2 separate regions of the Cyprinus carpio genome follow, and region 1 is linked to region 2. A link is a contact called in public Hi-C data. All regions are on one chromosome and are shown on one strand. The core of a region is the stretch at or near the end of the contact, and the rest is flanking DNA. Distances in the headings are between cores, read along the strand shown.

Region 1 (7,015 bases), core at 2,938-5,437, 45 kb before region 2:
AATGGTTCCAAATTATGATAGAAATTCTAATTAGAACAGTTTTCTTATTGTTATCCTTTAGGATGTTTTTGACAAGGATGCTAGACAGGAATCTTATGGGAATGGTTTAAAAATATGATAGAAATTCTCAAATTTTCTTATTGGAATCTTTTAGGATTTTTTGACATGGGCAATAAAAATAATAAAAAAATAATAAATTATAATTATAGTTTAATAGCATTTATTAAACTCACATTATATGAAGTTTAGCATTACAAATCTGTTGCATAAAAACCTATTTATTCTCTGCACTTTAGATTTGACCTTCATATATTCTCAGCCAGGACATTTTTTAGAATACATTTGAAGGTTTCCTGCAGTTGTGCCATGCCATTCTAAACACAAGGTGGCAGGAAAGGACATTTCACAGTTTAAACTGAGCTCTTACATAAGAACATTCTTTTGTAAAGACAATAAATTGCTAACATATGCAATAATAAAAGCAATGATTTCCGACTAATCCTAACAAAATTGAAATATAACAACTTTTCCTTTTTTCCACATCACCTCCATTCACCTTCCCAAATGTCAAAGACTCTAGTAGTAACATTAAGCAAATAATCAGCCTGGAAAAATGAGCACAGTTTAAACTGAGCTCTTACACAAAAAAAATAATAAGAAAATACATTAAATTGAAAAAATTTTCAATATACACCATATGCATCAACAAAAACAAAATTCAATATAACCAGCAAATGCTTCAATACAAACTAAATCTGAAAAGAAACTATCAGGCTGTTTTACAGTATACTTCTGCTGTGCCAACAAAGTGAAATATCCGTCCACCAGTATGCCAGTCCTTCATTTCAAAGCACAGCCTCACTTATGGCTTCCATATGAAATAAACAGCATCTGTGCTGGAGAAAGTTTACCCAGCCTTCTGTAAGAATGACTCAGTGCACAGAGAGAGCGAATGTGTCAGAGTGTTGTGTGACGGTGGGATTAGCTCATAGTAAATTTCCTTTTCCTTATGACACGCTACCCATGCTCACATTCCTGGAACTCAATTACAGTTCCTGAAAAGAATGAGGTGCTTGTGCAGAGATGTTTGGAGCTCTGGTGAGGAAACATTGCAGGTGAGTCACTCAGAATCAAGCACTTGTTTATTGCTGCGGGTGGAAAAGGGAACCAGACTGCAGTGGTATAAATACAATAGAGCTGGTGTTAAAAGATGTGCTTTTCTGGACATGAGAGAAACTGTTATGTAACAATAGTTTTAGGAAGGATTCAGTATATCATGTGTAACCATTTTAACTCTTCTTTGGCTCCTGCAAAAGTAATAAACTCCTAAATATTTTAACTGTAACTGTGTAATCCCTTTCCACAGCTGACAGCATAATTCTTAGAAAGTACACAGTAACTTTTTCCACTAGAATCCGAGTCTGACTGTTTGTGACATTTATATAGTTCAGTATGGACAGTGTGGCTTTCTGAGCAGGAGAGAAAGAGCTAAGATGAATGTGTTTGCTTTTTCTCAAGTGAAAGGTAGCAGTGATTGTCTGGCTCAACAAAAACAGTCTGTGGTATTGTGCAACTTCGGTATGCTTGCCATTATTCAGACTTATTGAAACACACTTGGTTTGGCATAAAGAACTGAGGCTAATCATCTAAATCTAAAGCAACTAAACTCAGAGTTGTTAACCAGAGATCCCCGAAATCCCTAAAGTTTGGTTAAAGGAACAGTTTACCCCAAATTAAATATTTCCTGAAAATTTCCTCACCCTCAGGCCACCCCTTGAAGTAGATGAGTTTGTGTCTTCATCCGAACAGATTTAGAGAAATTCAGCATCACATCACTTGCTCACCAATGGATCCTCTGCAGTGAATGGGTGCCGACAGATGAGGGCTCAAACAGATGATAAAAACATTACGATAATCCACAAGTAATCCACACAACTCCAGTCCATCAATTAACATTATGTGAAGCAAAAAGCTGCATGTTTGTAATGCACAGTCCATCATTAGGGCATTTTAATAGTAAAACATTAGTCCATAATCCATTATAGCTTCTTCAGTTAACAAAAAAATCCAGCCCCTTGTGTCATCTCACATCAATACACAAATAAACACCTAAATATCACCGAATCAAACATTTTAAAGTCTTACATCATTTGTAAAATTTGCATATTTCTTTCCTGATTCAGATGTGATGGCTTTTTTTCTTTTACTGGAGAAGGCAGTAAATGCCATAGTTTAGCCAGGTTTAAAGTTTAAAAAATGGCTTAATGATGGATATGTTTACAAATACACAGATTTTAACTTCACTAGATGCTAATTGATGAACTGTAGTTGTGTGGATTATTGTAATTTTTTTTTAACAGATGTTGAACTCTCATTCTGATTCCAAACATTCACATCAAAAAATAAACTCATCTACATCTTTGATGGACTGAGGGGTGAGTAAACATTAAGTAAATTTTCATCTTTGAGTGAACTATATTCCAGCCGGAGGATGAGAAAATGTTCAATTTTAAGTTAAATGTTCCTTTAATGTTTTTGATTAAAATTTTACATTTTAAAGTGTTTCTGAGGAAATCTAGCCTTGTTATACTGAGGGTCCATGAGACCCTTGTACTGAGAAGGTTGAAAACCTTTCATTAAACTATTGAAAAGCAAAACCAATGTAAACCAGTGCCAGAAAGGCCAATAAAACTATTAGGAAACAAAAGGATTTGTAAGATCTGGGATTTTGTTGGTAAATAATATGCCTTTCTGTTGTGTGATTGTTCTAGGCATGTAAAGAAGCTTTGGATTTGTGAGTAATCAGACTGAACACAAGGGGACAGTAAAATACTTCACATGTCCCTCAGTGGTAATACTATAGTTAAAGCAAGAGTATGATTCTCAGATAGTTTAATGTAACTTGAGGTTTGTTCCTACCATCACTGTTCACTCACCTCTTCGCTGTCACAGAAGTCTACATCAGAGGGAAAATATCTACTCCACCCTACAACAGAATGGTTTGAGAGACACTAGCAGGCTCAGGAGAATGATACATTGTATAAGGTCTATGGAGGAGTTATTACTGTGTCTCCAGACAGTTTGGGTTGCCAGGATGCCTCATTGTCCGTTGAGTCATATAGAGAGGAGCCACATGAATCAGAGTCTTCAAGCATGGAAATGCAGTCATCATGCAGTAACAGCATCTAGGTCGGAGTGCAGTCAGGTTGAAAGTGAATATGAAAGCGCAAACAATACTGTGATTGAAGACGAGGCTGTGACCAAGTATTCAAGACTGGGGGTCATTGAAAAGCAATATCTACCATCACTACTCTGAATATTGGAGGATGCATGCAGCGTCCCCCCTTTAAGTGAGAGACAGACTAAGGCAAAACACCTCTAACAACAAAATCAGAAATATGAACAGAAATTAACTACATATTCTGTCAGAAAATAACTATTTATTAAAAGGCAATATTAACCTCTGGGGAAAACAAAACACTTTTTTACATAACTCCACAAAACAAACAAACAAAAACCAATCATCCAAAAAGGTTCAAGGAATCAATAAATCAATTAATTTAAAATGATTCAAGTAATTATTTTAAAAGCATAATTGTATAATTAAAATAATCACACTGCTACCTAAAAAATCGAATCAACATGAAACTTAAAATATCTATATTTATGCACAAGATTTATGTTAATATAATTACTTTATTTTACTTATAGGTCTACTAAGAAAACAATTGAATATAATTTCCTTAAATAGAATATTATGAAACGCATCAAATTTGAGATGATCAGTAAATAAAAGAAAGACTATTTCCTTTAACTACATAAAGCAACCAGTGTAGCATCCATTTGTCAAATGACTGAATTCATTTAAATAAATTGTCAACTTGTATACTGTTGTATATCTAAATAATCAAACTACTATTTAAAAACTGTTAAAGCACAAGATATTACTTAAATTAAGAAAAAAAAATACTTATAAATTATGAAATATATAAAATTTGAGTTAAATAATAAACAGAGGTAGGCCCACTCGCTGAATGAAATAAAATGAAAATAAAAATGAAAGAAAGTTCCAGCACCTAAATGTATATCTGACATGCACATACACAGTGATTATACTATCATTATGTAGTCCACAATCAGCAGGGTTTATCGGGGAAATGAGCTAAACAACAACTCTGCTCAATTGGGAGGGACGCTCAGCAGCAGCTGGGAGCTATTTGACCACGTGACTGGAGAGATGTTTCTGTCGCTGTAAGCAGCCATCATTTCACCCAATACAAGCCTGTGCTAAAAAGACAGAGAGGAGATATAGTCATGAATTTGCACGGGAATACAGACTGAAAGGAACCTACTCGAGCCACTCCTTCGCCTATGGTTTATTTTCCGGTAAGTATCATTTGGAGCTTCGGGCTGAAATAATTACGGTTAAACACATTTGCCTGTCTTTTGTCTTTGCTGTGTTCACATGCACACACTCGCGTTTTCCCAAGCTTTTCGAATGCAAACATCCAGTCGATGTGCTCATTCAACAAGCCGAAGTTAAACGGGAAATGCGATACAAATGCGCTAGATTGTGGCACGTTTCCTATTGCGTCTGTGTAAATAATAGATTAAACAACAACTACTTCTTGCGTTTGTAATGAGTCTAAAATGGATTTTTAAACCAGTAAAATGTGTCTCGTGGACCTACGTTTAATAGTTTCCAACCCTAGTTAAGTTTGGCAGCATCAGGAGATTTGTGTTTCTGATTATGTTGTTTGTTGGTTACATTTAAAGGCCAGGTAGTCGCATTATAGTGACTAGCGAAGCTCAGTGAACTAAGTTAATCAGTTTGGTGTATTTACATGAGAATTGTGCTTGTAGCCGTTTCTAGTTGTACTCCTCATCAGTAAAGGTGTTTGGTCCAGACAGCGCTGGAAAGGCTTTACTTTCGGTTTAAGGTTTTAAAGACTTGGAGCATTTGGTCTGGAGGCATCTGTGTTAAGCTATCTGTACTTGTTTGGTGTTCTAAGAGCGCTAATAATTAGTGTAGTAGCACTGGAGTTTGTGTAATCTACCTGGAGAGAAGAGGGGGATCTTATTTATTTTATTGCTTTTTTTAGGTTTAAGTTTTCTTTTGTAAATCAAGCAGAATCATGTGTATTTACCTGCGGCAGGGAGTGGGCCTTTGAAAATCTGCATTGCTGTTTTCACTCGCGCCAGATCTCTCCTAGCAGGTTTCAATCACTGGAGGGGGCTGGAAACTTAAAAACACGGAGTGGAGTTGGAGCGGAGTGACTAGCGAGCTCTTTGAGTGGAAAGGGGAAATCTCTGTTCCTGCTCCAGTCAAATGATGTTCCAGACCGGATTTTGATCTGTGTTGCTTTGTAATAAGCAATGCTTAAAGGGTTACTCCACCCCAAAATGAAAATTTTGTCATTAACCACTTACCCCCATGTAACCCTAAAAAACTTTGTTCGTCTTCGGAACACAATTTAAGATATTTTGGATGAAAACGGGAGGCTTGAGACTGTCCCATATACTGCCAAGTAAGTAACACTGTCAAGATCCAGGAAACTATGAAAAGCATCGTCAGAATAGTCCATCTGCCATCATTGATTCAACCGTAATGTTATGAAGCGACAAGAATACTTTTTGTACACGAAGAAAACAAAAATAATATTCAACAATTCCTCTGCTCTGTGATTCTCCAAATCAGCGTAGCGCCATTTTGGTGAATCTGAGCAGTACGCAGGCGGCGTATGCTCTTCTGTGTCAGGCGAGCTGCGCTGATGCGCTGTTTTCTTTCAAACCAAAGCGTAAATACACATAAAAACTGTATCCTTTTGGCGTGGCTGATACAGAAGAGAGTACACCGCCTACATATTGCTCAGATTTGCCAAAATGGTGCTACACTGATTTGGAGAGACACAGAACATAGGAATTGTTGAATAAAGTCGTTATTTTTGTTTTCTTCATGTACAAAAAGTATTCTCGTCGCTTCGTAACATTACGGTTGAATCACTGATGGCAGATGGACTATTCTGACGATGCTTTTCATAGTTTCCTGGACCTTGACAGTGTTACTAACTTGGCAGTATATGGTACAGTCTCAAGCCTCCCGTTTTTATCCAAAAAATCTTAAATTGTGTTCCGAAGACGAACAAAGCTTTTAGGGGTTTGTAACGACATGGGGGTAAGTGATTAATGACAATTTTCATTTTGGGGTGGAGTAACCCTTTAATGCTTTGGCTTCTTCTGAAATATTCATTGGCAGAGAAGAAAAATAACTAACTGGTATTTTTTATATTTTTTTTTGTCTAATTCTAATTGACTCAACTAACGTTTTAATAACAGCTTTTTAAAAAAAAAAATGTAATAGTTTAACAAAATATTTCACATTGTATATTTAAAGATACAGAAGTCTTGTGTAGGCATTTCACTCTCTATAGATATATTTTTCATACACAGAGTTTCAAAGTTTCTCGCTCGTTCACATGACCGAGAGAGCAGAAAGTGCATTCTGTTTGCTTTATTTTCCAGAAGCGCAACATTTTGTCGTTGTTCTGATTGCACACAAATAAACGTAGAGTCTTTACAGATTTAAAAGATGTATTACTTTTATCTGTATGACCAAAAATTATGGAGTATTTTAAGAGCAAGTGAACGCAATGGCGCATCTTGGAGCTCTTCCACTGTGTGGTTTGGCTCAGTACAGTACGGTTCAGCTCTGCTCTGTTTGTTTCCACCGCTTTAGAGTGGGCGGGATTATTCACATGTCGTTATAGTTGTGCCACCTCTACTGCTGCAACTCCTGAGAAACTTTTTAATTCTGTGTTGCCCCATCAAGCTCTCGCTGGATCCGCTCCTCTGCTATCAATGAGAGGAACGAAACAGACAATGAAACAGACACTTTTTGGTTGTTAAAAAAGGTGTGCTCATTCAAAACAGATGCGTTCGATCCTTCGCTGGCTATGCTGATTTAAATTTAGCAGTTCTGTTGTGTTTATCTAGTGATGTATCTAAAACACCAATA
Region 2 (7,133 bases), core at 3,588-6,087:
GAAAATGTTAAACATAACTAACATTTAGATGTTAATGTCCATCATCAAAAACAAAAAAATCATTAAAATACAAATGATCTGAATGTACACACACAAAAATATACAAACACTTTAAAAATACCAGACACACACACTTATATACTGACACTGGGAAAATTCTAGGAAAGAAATATCTCATGTCTATTCATTCTCCAGTGTAACTGAGTGGGCACTACGATGGCAATGTACTGTACTCCTCTCGTAGCTCAGACAAATAGAAATTCATATTGGATTATAGACTGAGTGTGTTGTGTTTGTTAATTCTTTCAGTCTGTTCCCAAAGTTACAAAGTCTAGACAAAACGCTTAGATATAATACTAGTAGGTTAATGTTACTTTTTTACATTATTGTTTAACTTCATGTTAACTTATACTTGAAATGTTATAAATGTTTATGTAGAAATTAAAATTAACCTACATTAATAAATGCTGTAAGATAATCCATGACCTAATGTTAATGGATTTGACTGTATTGTATAGTGTTTCATGTTATATTAAAATATATAAAGCTCACAGTCAGTCGAAATCGACAGTATCACATCTTTGTGTGAGGTTTTATAACACATACTGTGTGGAGGTTTAACAAGATGTGCGTTTAACCTCTCTCCCCTTCCTCTGTAATGGAGGGTTCATTTACTTCAAAGTGACCTCAGCCGCTGTAAAAATATGATGTATTTTCCTGTCAGAGGTTGAGACTTTGGCACTGAGTTTAGTCTGTACTGTTCAAGAGAACGGTTTTTAAATTTCACAGCAGCCAAACTGATATTCATGCACAGAGACAAATACACGATGGGTGAAGATTCTGGGACAGAGGAAGTCTATGCCTTTGTGGGGGGTTGAGTGTGGACAGTCTTGTCTAAACCTCCAGACACTCCCTGTGCCATCAGTGGCACACAAACCACAACAGCTCTCCCTGACGGCATCATCCGCTCTCCCTCCCTTAAATGGCAAGCTTTTCCTGCCTGTCATGCAAACAGTATGGATGCAGTCTAGACGTTCTCTAGTTAGGGCATGTGTCAAATAAGGAAGCCTACGCCTGAGCTAAAATGAGGAGGACATTACTGAATTCTGCTCAAATGGAAGAAAAAGGAGAAACTCTCAGCCAGATGTTATGAAAAGTGCTTTGTGAGAGATGTGAATATGAAGGCTAACAACACACCGGTTTGAAGTCAAAGTCAGTGGAGGCTGTGTAATCTGTAAACTGTGATGAGACAGTGTGGGTGGGCTCTTCATGACTTATTCAAAGCTGTTTGATGTTAAGAACATTATCATAATTCAAACTTGAGGAGGTCTATAATACCTGGAGAGAGCAATAGCAATGACAGGCAAATGGTGCTAATTTCTGGGCATAATCACCTATAATAAAATATTTGCAATTTGTGCATTGCTTGCAATTTTTGTTATTGAATGACTGACTGACTGATTGATTGATTGATTGATTGATTGATATGCATTTACTTTTAAATAGCCATCAAAAGTGAAACTTTTTTGCATAATTGCCAAAAATATATATAAATGAATTTAAAAAGTAATAAAATAATTATAATTTTTTATTTAGTTAATATATAAATAATTATGCATAATAACTAAATAATAATTACAAAAACACAATACATTTAGTAAATAATTGTAAACTATACCATTCAAAAGTTTTTTTTAAAGACAATAATACTTTTATTCAGCAATGATGCATTTAGACTGCAAAGCCATTAAAGGGTTAGTTCCCCCGAAAATGAAAAATAGCCCATATTTTACTCACCCTTAAAGCATCCTAGGTGTATATGACTTTCTTCTTTCAGACGAATCCTTTTAGAGTTATATTAAAAATGATCCTTGCTCTTGCAAGCGTTGCTCCCGCCTGCTCCCATTCTAACGCTTGGAAGTGCAAGGATTATTTTTAAGAAAGAAGAAAGTCATATACACCTAGGAAGCTTTGAGGGTGAGTAAAACATGGGCTAATTTTCATTTTTGGGTGAACTAACCCTTTAAAGACATGAATAATGTTCTTTAAACTTTCTATTTATCATAGAACCCTGAAAAATGTATCAGAAAAAAATATAATAATGGTTTCCAAAAAAGTTTAAGCAGCACAATTGTTTTCAGCATTGATAACAATAATTTCTGAAGGCTCATGTGACACTGAAAACTGGAGTAACGGCTGCTGAAAATTCAGCTTTGCCATTACAAAAATAAATTACCTGTAAAATTACATAAAAAAGTAATCTTAAATTATTATATTCACAGTATTACTGTTTTTCTTTTTTAAATGCAAACTTTAAATGATCATTAGAGACTTTCAAAAACTTTACAGGTCCATGCTAACCAGCGAAGCCTTGACCGCCAGGCACTTACAGTCTTTGGAACTTCCAATGCTGTCCTCTTATGTCATATTCTCTTAAGACCATCCTGTCCATCCCACTGTATTTAGACATTCAGGAAACGTCTGTCCAAAGACCATGGCATTTCAAGTACATCATTTTATCAGACTGGTCTATTTCTAACTGCAAACTCTGCCCACATCATCAGATTCTGTCTCTCTCACACAGTTGCCTAGAAGTTATTTTTATGTATATTTTGACTGCTAGAATATACCCTTCCATCAGTGAGGCACTCAGCTGTGTAAAGTTACATGCTATTTTGTCCATGTGGTTCCTGGAATGTATTTCCATGTCTGCTCACTCAGTTACATGTCCACTTCAGTCCAGCTCAAGCTTTACTGCACAAACCACATGGAAACATTCTTCTAAACAAATTTAAAAAATGGCAGGAATGACATGAGGGGCCTCGTTTGTAAAAAACGTGTGTAGGCCTACGCACAGATTTGATCTTAGAGTGTGTGTTCGCTAAAATCCATGTCAGCTTCAAATGTATAAAAATGGTCTATGATGTGGAAAAGTATTTAGCGCCACGTCAGGGTCTAGGCAGACGTACAGTAAGCACTTTTTGATGTCGGAGTACTGCAGGTATTTAGATTATTTGGAAATCTTAGAAATTCTTGCCACTCGTCATTCTTAAATAAAGGATTTGGATGTTGAGTGGTTTTGTTAAATGTAGACTCTGTTAAATGTTAATGACATTAATTAGGTGACATTTACAAGTGGAGATCTGAAACCATTCAACTGCGCACAATTTCAAGATAAAATTACAATTTATACATTCACATCTGAAAGAGAGGCGTATGCAATTTTTACATTTTGTTCTCCGAATCACACATATGCACATTTGAGAAAAGATTGTAAGATCAAATGTTGGACAGTTTCTATGTAACATTTTATAAAAGTGGCTCCACATTTCTCAAGTGTGCAGTTTTAATATCAGCACTAATTCAATGCACTTATTCCTTTTGATCTTTGTAAAATGTTCCTAGACAGTTCCTCTTTGAGGCTTCAAAGAAAGCCTTTAAGGACAAAAGAAAAAAAGAAAGAGAGAGAGAGAAAAAAAGAGAAATTTTTGTCATGGTCCACATTTCCGTTTAACTTCTTGTCTAGATTGTCACATTTGCTAAAAATATAATTTCTACTTTTTTAAAAATGTATTAAATAAAACACCAAAAATGTATTTGTAGAAACAATTTTCACTCAGAAATTTCTAGTAAATTTAACAAATAAATACAGGGAATCTGCAAGCAAAATTAAATTAATTGTGATATTTTGAAGTATACAAACTGAAACAGTCAAACAGTAACCTAAATGCAAAATAGAAGAATTTTAACTAATCTCATTTTTGTACCCATTGTAGGTATTGGGTAAAACTGTGACAGTTGTTGGCTTAAATAGAGGACCTCTGTGTCAGCTTAAATGCTCTAATGGGAAGGTGAGAAGCAAAAGGATATTGTGATGAAAACTAAACATTTCAAAGGATGTAAAAAGCCAGTTAATTAGCCTTGACTGTCCTCTAGACTCCGCGAGGCGTTGAGGAGTGTGTGAGCAAGGACTTCGAGGGTGTAAGGGGACAAACGAGCCACTAAATGAGAACTGATGAAAGCAGTGTGAATTATTCAACATATTATGGGACAAAGTGCGAAATGATTGGCTCCAGTCTCTTCACACTCACGGCCAGCTGCTCACGCTGCACATCTACTCTTCAAACACATGGGCTCAAACTTCAGACTAAACTAAACAGAACACATGCAAACATAAACTTATGTAATAGTTCTCTCTCATTTGCATCTGTGTGATATCCAACTCGATGAAACAGGAGCTACAAGAATCTGTCTGTGAATCTGTTTTCTTTGGCAGACTAAAATAAGTGGAAGAAAGGAATATTTCAGTTTTAATGCAAGTTAAGCTCAATCGACAGCATTTGTAGCATAATGCTGATTAACGAAAAAATATTGATTTATTTTGACTTGCTCTTGTTTTCAAGGTTAAAATTAAAATAAAAAATTGAAAAAAAGCACTTCCAGATTTTTTTCTGTCAAAAACTTTCATATTATTTGATTTGCAATGCACAAAATGTATTAAATGTTTATTGTATTTAATATTTATTTATTTAGACTTCCATGGGAAGGGCCTTACTGTAACCTTGAAAATATAAAAATATTCTCTGAAAAACATAGCCACAATATGTAAACAAAAAATGTGTTAGCATTATTTTAGTGTGAAAATATTGGTTTAACCTTTTCTGTAATGATATACCTGGTAGCCATGAGAACTAAAATGACTGTAAAAATAATTTAATAATCAAATAATACATATTTTTACAGAAAAATAATACTTTATAATTTTTTTTACACAAATAAGCTTCACATTTCTGCTTTTAAATGCTCAAAATATACTCTATTGTACCATTGTATTAAGTGCCTCCCTTTAACCTCGAAAACAAGTTAAAATAATTATTTTTTGTAGTAACCAACGTTACATCTTCCAAACAAATGCCAAAAAAGCTACTGACTGAGCATAACAGCAATTTGGGATACAGAACCTAGGATATTCCTTTAAGTCAGGGTCAAACCTAGAGAGAAAAACAGCCGGGGTTATTAATTTCACATGTACCAGGAGATCACGTCATAACAGGGTCAACAGGTTTGGAAAATGTAATGTAGATGGGCAGTCTGGCCTTTCTGCGATGGTAATGAGAATTGTTATGTAATCCAGGAATGTACCAAACTCAAATAGTATATCATGTGATATGTAATCATGTGATTTGCATTAGTTTGTGCTGTTTACTGGTGTGCATATTATAAACAGAGATAACCAAGTCTACTTTTACAAAGCTTAAAGAATCAGCATAATGCACCACCAGTGCAAAAGGGTAAATAAGTGCACAATCTTGCTGCTTTTATTCCGCTGTTCTCTTTCTAAACTGTCATCAGCTCTAGTCATCAGACCCGTGTTGACAGGCGCTGCTCGTGAGTCTGCGTTCTGACCCTGGGAACTGTTTTCACAGTTGGGGAGTTTGGAGAACAGCACCGCTTTACAAGAGCTGGAAGAAGGACTGGGTCTCCTCCAAACTCTGATTCATGGCCAACCTCATACCTTACCAGCTGTGTCTGGCATCAGTCCACATCATCAACCCACCTCTGACCCAGTAAACAGATACTGGACCTATTGGAACAAGCACTCAATCATTGTAGATATTGTATATCAAAGCAAAAGTATCCTGTGATGCAATGTTGTAGAATATTGTTATTTTAGTATATATGGTATACTAAAGAGTCTTTGTTAATATTTTGAGCAGCTTTTTATATTTTCAGTTTTTATTTATTTATTTATATTTTTATAAAGCTATTATATAATTTTAGTATTTCTACTTGTTTCAGTTAGTTTCTGTGCACATTTCTAATTTTTATTTAAGCATGTTTTTATCTAATATGTAGCTGTATTTTATTTCACTTTTATTTCAGTTACCAAGAATTAATGTTAATCATTTGAGTTTTAACAATAACAATACAGGCAGAGGTTAAAATATGAGAAAAGTGTTCCATAATCTCTGTCTGACAACATTTTAGTGTGCATAGCAGTTATGCTCAATACAATGTTGTCAGATAGAGATTCTGGAACGCTTTTCTCATATTTTAACCTCTGTCCACATATTGTGGTTGAAATTGATTAAAGGGTACTTTTGAGAAATGTCTTTAATATGTTTTTGCTATTGTATCATGTCTAGACTTGGACAATTGAATTGAACATCTATTGTGATTTGTCTGTCATCTGAAGAATTTGTAAAACATTTGGTTTTAACATCCATTATGAATTACTTCATGTTTTCAGCAGCTGCATCTGAAAGAATTTAAAGTACCCCATTATGGATTTTTGAAAATTACCTTTCATGCAGTGTGTAACACAGCTCTAAGTGAACGAAAACATCCTGGAAACTTTTAAATCTGAAAGTGCACCGTGTATAAAGTTATTGTCTCTCAAAAGAAAGAGTCGACTCTGAATCATTGAAACGAGTAATTTTTAAAACAAATCCCAAGCCATTTCATGTTGAGGTCAAAGTGAAACCATAGCATATTGCTCGCACACTTGTTGCGTGCACAGGAAAACTTGAATTTCGCGTTGGTCTGAATGAAAATGCTAATTCATTCTTTGCCACTAGGTGCCACTTTTGGAGCGGTAAAAATAGAGGTTTCCCCGTAACGCTGTACACAAAGCAGCACTGCACTCACAAACACTGCTTTTTCAGGCATGATGTAATGAAAATGAAATCGACCAATCGGACCAATCAAAGCAGATTAGCATCATGCAAAGGAGGGGTTTGGAAAAATGAATCGTTAAGTGAATCGTTTGGGAGTCGTTGAACAAATAAGGTAAAAATAAATGCAAGACAATGAAAGTGTTTTTTGACCTTGCATGCATGTCAATCTGTTGTTGGGTACTGCCAAAACCAAAATATGAACATTTCATAACCCATAATAGGGGCACTTTAATTACTGAAATGAGGTTTTGAATTATGTAAGCTATATGTTGCCCTCTGCTGGTGTGGTGTGGAGAATCTACTTGCAAGTTAATTGATGAAACACATCAAGCTTTGTAAAAAAAAAAGTGAAAGTGACATACAGCCAAGTATGGTGACCCATACTCAGAATTCGTGCTCTGCATTTAACCCATCCAAAGTGCAAACACAAAGCAGTGAACACACACACACACCTGG

The links. Hi-C and Micro-C count contacts between places; a contact is called where the count stands out from the background.
Region 1: a contact with region 2 is called in a Hi-C map of skeletal muscle, with 3 times the contacts expected there. The contact joins the promoter of LOC109098931 here to the enhancer-like site in region 2. A contact is called at or near these places in 3 of 8 Hi-C or Micro-C datasets (liver and skeletal muscle).

What each region holds. Positions count from the first base shown.
Region 1 is chrB23:14,188,250-14,195,264 of ASM1834038v1, reverse strand. It overlaps LOC109098931 (SPRY domain-containing SOCS box protein 1), which reads left to right and starts at 4,187. Exons shown (of 3, transcript XM_019112466.2): 1 at 4,187-4,386.
Region 2 is chrB23:14,143,510-14,150,642 of ASM1834038v1, reverse strand. No RefSeq gene overlaps it. Among protein-coding and RNA genes, the nearest start is that of LOC109098931, 44 kb to the left of the region's middle. Within about 2 kb of position 4,837, at least 1 of the 8 cell types and tissues checked has an H3K27ac peak or open chromatin away from gene starts, as enhancers often do. A contact at or near this core is called in skeletal muscle, where this site is marked.